Linked DNA regions of Cyprinus carpio: region 1 is linked to region 2. The links are chromatin contacts, called in public Hi-C maps. All regions are on one chromosome and are shown on one strand. Each heading gives the region's core, a stretch centred on a gene start, on an enhancer-like site or on the middle of the called end of the contact. The rest is flanking DNA. Distances are from core to core; before and after follow the strand shown.

Region 1 (3,957 bases), core at 1,174-3,673, 35 kb before region 2:
GGAAGCGCAAACATCTGCATGAATGAGTGCCGGACTTACGTAACGCAGACGGGGGAGATGCTTATTCTGCTGGGGGAAAAACACTGTCTGGTGTTAGAGCAGAAGGAGCTTGGAGGAGAAAAAAAAACACTTGGGTTTCTAGGCTTTTATTGATTTTAGTAGCTTCAGAATTTTCAGGCAGAGTGACAGAGGGTGAAATATACATAAAAAAATTCATACAAAGATAGGTCTACACTGATGCACTGAAATTATTCACAGGAGGCCCTCATCGAACAGACCACGAAACTTCAAAAAACAGCTCTGCAACTGGTTAATAAAAATTGCTGGTTTGTAATAAAACACATTGGTGACCGCTCACCCTGCTTTTAAAAATGTCTAAGCCATGAATCAAACCAACCCACTTCAAGATTAATTACAACATTACAATCTTTGCTTTGAAGTATGTGAAAGTGTAAGTATATAAAAATAAGAAAAACAGACACAGGTACAAGACTGTGTACTTAATGACTTTATGAGGGAATGAACTACTCATCTAATAAAGCTTTGTGAATGACATAAATCAAATGATGGTATATACAAACTAGGGTTGTGCCGATAAATGATAGTCAGAGATATCGCCTGTGTCTGACGCCTCTAACGATATCAAGACGATGATTATTATTACAGTTATTCTTATGCTAGTATTATTATCGAATTAATATTAGGGCTTATTTGCTCCATTATATTTCTTTTTGCGTGTTTTTACAGTGTTATGCAAAGAGATTTATTGACCATGCAGTGTAACTAGCTTCACTGATTAGAACGGGAGTGTTTTTAAAGTGCATAAACTCGCGCTAGTCTTAAGTTCTTTGATAATGTAAAAGTTCTATGCTCATTTTCTGTAGCTGCTCTTGAAATAACTAAGGAAATGTAAGCATTAATATCAGTAACTTACAATGTTTTTATTCAATTCTGATCATGTTAAATACAAATTCAGTTATATTAAAAAAAACTGACGACATTAGGGCTGAACGATTAATTGCATTTGCGATAATATCGCGATATGAAAAAAGTAGATTTTTCAATCGCAAAGGCTGCGATTACGCTCGGTCATGTGACTCACGAGAGTAAAGAGATGTGTTTGACTGGACTTGAAGATCAATTGGTGTATGACATCAAAGTACGGTGAGAGAAAGCATAGGGAGACGTCCGCTCTCTTATAGTTCTCACAGTCACAGTTCTCTGATGACACACACCAATCAGTCTAATATGCTCTGCTTAAAGTCGAACACATCTAAGCAGTCTTCACAGGAAGCATGAAGTTAACACGCTACAGTGTCGCCAAGTTTTTCTCTTTTATTTTTTATCATGTTCAACCAATTTACTTTTTCCCTATTGTTGTCCCAACATGAATTTGGGATAACAATATATGAATTTTAGTTGTGTTAATGTAGCATTGTAAGAACCGGGAACAGGAGTTCCACAATCATGCTTTGCATGGGACTGGATAGGGAGAGTAAATTTTGAAATAGTGTTATTTTATGCAGTTTTAGCAAGATGAGAAAAGGGGAGATTACCACTTTGGTGAAGTGTAGTGCATGTGCTTGGGTTGAGGATCTGCTAACAAGAATTCAAGTTACTTTAAAAAGAAAAAAGCAGTAACTATGGGAATGCAACAAATACAACCAGTTTAAGCTTTTGGCTGCCAACACCTAACGTCATATGTTTAAAGTTATATTTAGCTTGCTAGTAAGTGTGATTGTTGACCCAGACATCTTTTTAATCACTCTGCACCTTCCGGAATGTACTACTTCATTCCTATTGGCTGAAAAAGAGGCTCATATACACTATAGATTATATATAGGAGATGCCCAATGTGATGCAGCCTTAATGCTACATGAAAACATGAATGCCCAACTAGCGTTAACATGTCCTTTCAATTTCTCCCTTTCTCTCTCCCTCGCCCGCACATCCCTCCCCCAGTCGCGGCCCCTTGCTCTCTTTCATGCCATGTTTGCTGCACAGACAATATCCAGTGGCGCAGTCGCAGTGCTAAGCTGGAATCAGTGACACCAATCCCTGATTAAGTCCAGCTCAGCCTGCCTGCCACGAGCTGGGCCGACCAATCACTACAGTTTCCCCGTCCTCCTCCGCTTTCCTCGCATCAGTCAGCACATTGTAATAGCCAATTATGAACGTGTTACAGGAAGCGTATGGACTTGGCTAATTTCTCTTGATTATGCTGGAAGTACCTGCATATTCTGTCTTTCACACTTTTGCCCCGGAGCCGTGAAAAATGAATGCAGTCAGGGCCTTTTGATGAAAGCTATTCTAGAAGCTTCTGTGGAAACTGTCAGCGCCGTCCAATCACAACAGAGCACTGGCTAGGGGAGGTTTGAGAGTGGAAGGGGAGGGAGATGCAATCAGCTCTCGAATGGGAGACGAGAAAAAAAAAAAAAAAAAAAAAAAGAGTGTGTATGTGTGCCTATGCATCTAAATCCAGCTCTCTGAGCACTGGACACAGATACACAACGCAAATCCTCAACCAATTATGCGGTTATGAGATCCACGTGAACTGAAACGCTTTAATTGCTAACCAGTTTACTAAGGCTTATTTTAAAGCTTTGTTGCTCTGATATACACTCTCACGTGTAAACGCATTAAAACTACTCGCCAGAGGGTTTCAAGGGTTCAAGGTAAGCTCTAGCAAACAATATTTGTGGCATAATGCTGATTACCACAAAATCTAATTTAATAATAATAAGAAAATGTATATACTACAAATAAATGAATAATAATAGCAACAATAATAATAATATACTACAAATAAATAATAATACTTTTTGTGTTTAAAAATAATAATACTTTTTATGTTTATATTATTTTTTAATGTTAATGTTTTTACATTTTTAGGTTTTTGCAAAAACAGCCATAGCGGTTAACTTACAATGCAAGCACACATCTACACAGTAAACAGCAAAACATCTTTCACATGATAAGTATACTCGACAACTTTTTACATGAATTGCAGTGATGAATAACTAATTCACCAGCCCTACAAGAGCAATGATTAGACAATTTTCAACTAAAAAATACATTTATTTTTATGACTGCATAATTCATGTGTTCCACATTTCTGCTTTGACACCCCTTATTGTGCAAGTGCATGACCCCATGTACTTTCACTGTAAGTGCCTTACTGCTACCAAAAAAAAAAAGAGAGAAAAGAAATGATTGTCTGTGGTAATGGACATTATTCCATTAATGCTGTCGATATACATTAACTTATTGATCCTGGAAAATTCTTTTAATCACCATTCTTCTACAGTATACAACCGCAGCAGTGAGCCAATGCAACTTGATCCGACATGCAAAAGCTCATCCACTAACATTGTTTTATCAAACAAACAGGCACTTAGATAAATCATACCAAAAAAAATGGGATGCTGTCTCAACAAAAACCCAGGCACTGTTCTAGAGCAGGAAGAAAAGACCGACAGGAAAAAAGCAAACATCAGCTTTTTATGGAGGCCGCATTAGATATTAAACTTGTCTGTTTGCGAAACAGCTCAAACACACACTGCATTCCCAGTGAATTAAGAAGCACTTCATTACAAATAGAAAAAGAAAAAAAGCATTATACATCAGCCCGAGGGAGTATTTTCCATCTCACGGTGTGCCACAGATCTTTCTCACTTTCACAAAGACATCTTCATTTACTGACTGATGGGAAATTAAATCCTGCATTAAACGTTCAGTTCTGCGACTACACAGGAGAGATGAAAGCATTAAAGGTTCGAGAATGGTGTAACATGTCATGGTAGGCTGAAATTACAAGACCTAAGCCCAGTCTAAGTACAGAGGAGACACCTTAAATGTAATTACAGCACGCTGACTGCGCCTCCTACTACAGACACGCACTCCGCACATGCTGCTACAGCATAATGACAGGCTTTCCAAGATGAACCGTGACTTCAA
Region 2 (4,035 bases), core at 1,432-3,931:
TGTAAAGTCAATTCACCAGCTTTTTTCTTTTAGTTTGCACGCTGAACATGGGTTGGAGCTCTTAATTCTGAATTAACAAAACGAACCAGAAAGATAAACTTAAATATGTAAAATAAAAACAAAACAGGATTACAAAACCAGAGAGGGACCGAGGTCCACCCACCACAGTCTCGCAAAATCCTGTGGGAAACACTGGCGTAGCTGAAATAAAAATAAAAATGGATGAACAAACAAGTTTGCTCATGTAGAAAGGGAACCTAGAAATGTAATCAACTTAGTGTGGCTTTTCCGACTAAAACAAAGTCTGGTTTACTACCAATAAAACTAAACCACAAAAAGCTAAAATATTTTAACAAAAGACAAGCTGTTCTCTAATATTGCAGAAAAACACCAAACAGCTCAAAATAGAAAACTTTCTATTCCTATTCATTTGATAATACAAACCAACCTGCTTTAAGACAAAAAAAAAAAAAAAAAAGCAGAATCCAATCACTAGGCTTGTAAAATAAATTTGTATAAGAGCTGGTCTGAATCTTTGTTAACAATAGCCAGAGTCTTAACAAGAAATTCACAGGAAAAAATTATGTGCTTGGGATTCAGAGGAACACTACTTTTAGGAATAAAAACACTTGACTTTGAACTTTGTTCATTATATGCCACCTGTTTTCAGTAAACTCTGAGTGGATGAATCAGAGATAAACAAATGTGACATGAACCAGATGCACCAAGGCAAGACCGATGGAAACCTACGCACAGAGACCACCTCTTCTTCCCAGATAATCCCAATATGTTGTTGCAATACTGTTGCTCAGGCTGATAAACTACCGCTCAAACATTCAGGGACATTAAAGCGTTTTCTCATACACTCACAAATGCTGCATTTATTTGATCAGAATTCAGTAAAAATAGTAATATTATTAATATTATTGTTTTAAGTCTTCAGTGTCACGAAACTTAAGAAATCATTCTAATGTACTGATTTAGTGCTCAAGAAACATTTCCTATTATTATTATCATCAAAGTTTAAAACTGTTGTGCTGCTTAATATTTGTGTGCTAATACTTTTTTCAGGATTCCTTGATGACACTAACGAAAGCAGATAACCAACACTAACGAAAGCAGATAAAATGTTTGTCAATTTTATCTCCTGCTTTGATATTAATAAAAGACTTAATGAGTGCAGACAAACCTTTGTAATGTTTGAAGAAATATAATTTGCTGTGAGAGTGCGGTGATTTGCATTGATTAGGATACCTTGATGAACAAAGTTTTAAAAAAATAACATTTATATAAAAGGGTTTTTTTTGTAACAGTAAATGTTTTTACCTTCACTTATGATATCTAATGCAAATACTTTGCTAAATAAAAGTAGCAATCTAAATGAGCCCAAAAATCTGAACAGTAGTGTTAACATTATGAATGATAGTGTTTAACATTATTAAAAATCTTTATTGGATACTGGATATTCAATGTTACTTAAAAATAAAATAATTAAAATAATAACTACTCCATAAAACACTGTTAAATCTTAAAATGAATATACATTTTTCATACTGTACTATTGTTGGGCGATATGCTCAACTTTCATTTCGTCCTATCGTCAGCCTGTAAGATCACTGAAACAAATTAAACATGCAAATTTAATTATTTATTTACTTAGTTTCATTGCCAGAAAGTGAACCAAATCCAGCTTAAGGCTAAAAGAAGCCTAATGTTTTTAATATGACAGAATTTGTATTTAACATAATAACAATTTTATAGAAACATTGTAAGTTACTAATTATAATGCTTACATTTCCTCAGTTATTCGAAAGCAGCTACAAAAAAAACGAGCAAAGAACATTTACATTATCAAAGAACATCACAACTGACTTCAGTCTAGCATGAGTTTGTGCGCTTTAAAAACACCCCCGTTATAATCAGTGAAGCTAGTTATACTGCATGATCAATAAATCTCTTATACTTACATCTCATTTACACCTGCAATTTGTTGTTTATGATGAGAGAATTCGCGAGTCAGAATTCAGTCAGCGAGCGCGAACTGAACGACAGAACTCTGCTGTCTTAGCGATGACTCACCTGAACGCCTCTGATTGGCCATTGCATTCATAAACTCAACGGAATCGTGTGTGATTGGTTATAATGCGCAACACTATAAAAACGGAAAAAGAAATATGATTTTCATACTGATTTTGTGATGCATAAATTCACTTGCACCATTTATAGTGATCAAATTAGGTGACAGTTTTTTAAAGGTTTATTCAAACACAATGGTATAAAATTTATTACTGGCCATTTTAATGTAGATTTATATATATATATATATATATATATATATATATATATATATATATATATATATAATTAATCTCTTTATCAGCACATAATTATCATGTCTCAGTCTATACTGACCTTTGCTTTACCCGTGTGTGAATAACCGTTGATGACCAGGGGAATAATAAATGCGTTAAGTACACATCCCACAAATTAACTGTCTTCATTGTTGGCCCAATATGTATTTATAAGTGTTGCGGTCCAAGTCACAGTCAGTGTGACGTACTGTAGGAAATAGCGGTAGGTGGAGGAAGAAGAGAGGGGGATGAGCGAGTTGAAGAGACGGTGGAGATGCGATGGTAGGGGACGGTGGGGGGATGCTAGACGCTCTCCGGGCACAGAGCCAAAAAATGTCAACGCTGCAAGACAAACAAGAGAGCCGAGAGCCCTCGGAAACCCACTGGCTGGCAACAGCAGCCTATAGAGGAGGAAATCTTCAGCCCCTCCATCTGACACAATCACGCATTAGAAACTCATAACTTCTGAGCCATTTGAGAAGACCAGACCTGACATGCCAGTAAACCTCTGGATAGCACGAAAATCTCCTTTAGTCACCCAGCCACACTCAACAAATAACAGACAAAAGACGGGGTGAAAGAACATTTAGAGTCTGATTTTATTTCCGCAGGCAAATAAACAGCGGTGAAAATGTGGCGTGAAATCCTGTTTTATGAATTCCAGACCATGTGCCGGCACCTTTTTAATTCAGGAGAAGAAAACTTCCTACCAGCCTGCATGCCAATGAAAAACAGCGAAAGGTGATTTTTCATATGTTCAGCTCCTGGTGGACAAACAGACGCTAAAAATAGCTTTTCACTGGACTGACTCGCCGTTCATAGCAGTCCGGTGACTTTCATCTTCCTGCAAAGTCACTAGTGAAAGCACATTCACAAGCTCTGCTGACAATTTATTGCCCTAATAGATCACTCAAATGCCTGCCATAAAGACCCCTGTCATTACACTCAAATCACGTAGGTCTTTCAGTGATTGCACATTTGTCTCAATAAAATGCAAAACTTCCAACAGTTCAGCACGCTAATGGACTTAGCATAAGAGGCAACTCATTTAATGGAGGCTAAATTGAGAGTGATCAGTTCTGAGGTTATTAGTGATGCATCAGGTGGGGGGGGGGGGTGGGGGGTGTCAAGTGCATTTTAAGGGGGAAAAAATTGTCAAGTCAAATTTAGTGAGATTAGAACAAGCCCTGTAATCGGCCAGGGCTTTTCATCCTTCATTCTTTCAGTCTCCAGAGAGCTTGAGCTTGATGCTGAAACATTACAGCTCACCCAAAAATACTCACCCTCATGTCCTTCCAAACCTGTATGACTTTCTTTCTTCAGTGCATCACAAGATTTTTGGAAGACTGTTTATTTTTATTTATTTTTTTAATATTCAATGAAAGTCAATGGGGTCCAATGTTGTTTGGACCCCGACTTTCTACAAAATACCTAAACAAAATGTGTGAACTATCTCTCAATAATAGTCTCAGCCTCAGACGTGCCCACTGACCACCCACAATACATTCACTGACCATCTGATGCATAATGCACACAAAACTTTCATTCATCAAAAATACATTTTCTAGTGAAAAATAAATATATTAAAATATATTTATTTCACGCTATACTACAAATACATGTACATTTACATTTATGCATTTAGCAGACGCTTTTATCCAAAGCGACTTACAGTGCAATCAAG

Evidence for each region. A called contact is a pair of places that touch in the nucleus more often than the background predicts.
Region 1: a contact with region 2 is called in a Hi-C map of skeletal muscle, with 2.2 times the contacts expected there. The contact joins two enhancer-like sites. A contact is called at or near these places in 5 of 8 Hi-C or Micro-C datasets (liver, red blood cells and skeletal muscle).

What each region holds. Positions count from the first base shown.
Region 1 is chrB3:17,065,522-17,069,478 of ASM1834038v1, reverse strand. The region is part of intron 3 of LOC109061217 (trinucleotide repeat-containing gene 6C protein-like); the gene reads right to left. Among protein-coding and RNA genes, the nearest start is that of LOC109084190, 35 kb to the left of the region's middle. Within about 2 kb of position 2,423, at least 1 of the 8 cell types and tissues checked has an H3K27ac peak or open chromatin away from gene starts, as enhancers often do.
Region 2 is chrB3:17,030,662-17,034,696 of ASM1834038v1, reverse strand. All of the region lies in intron 1 of LOC109061217 (trinucleotide repeat-containing gene 6C protein-like), which reads right to left. Among protein-coding and RNA genes, the nearest start is that of LOC109061217, 8.5 kb to the right of the region's middle. Within about 2 kb of position 2,681, at least 1 of the 8 cell types and tissues checked has an H3K27ac peak or open chromatin away from gene starts, as enhancers often do.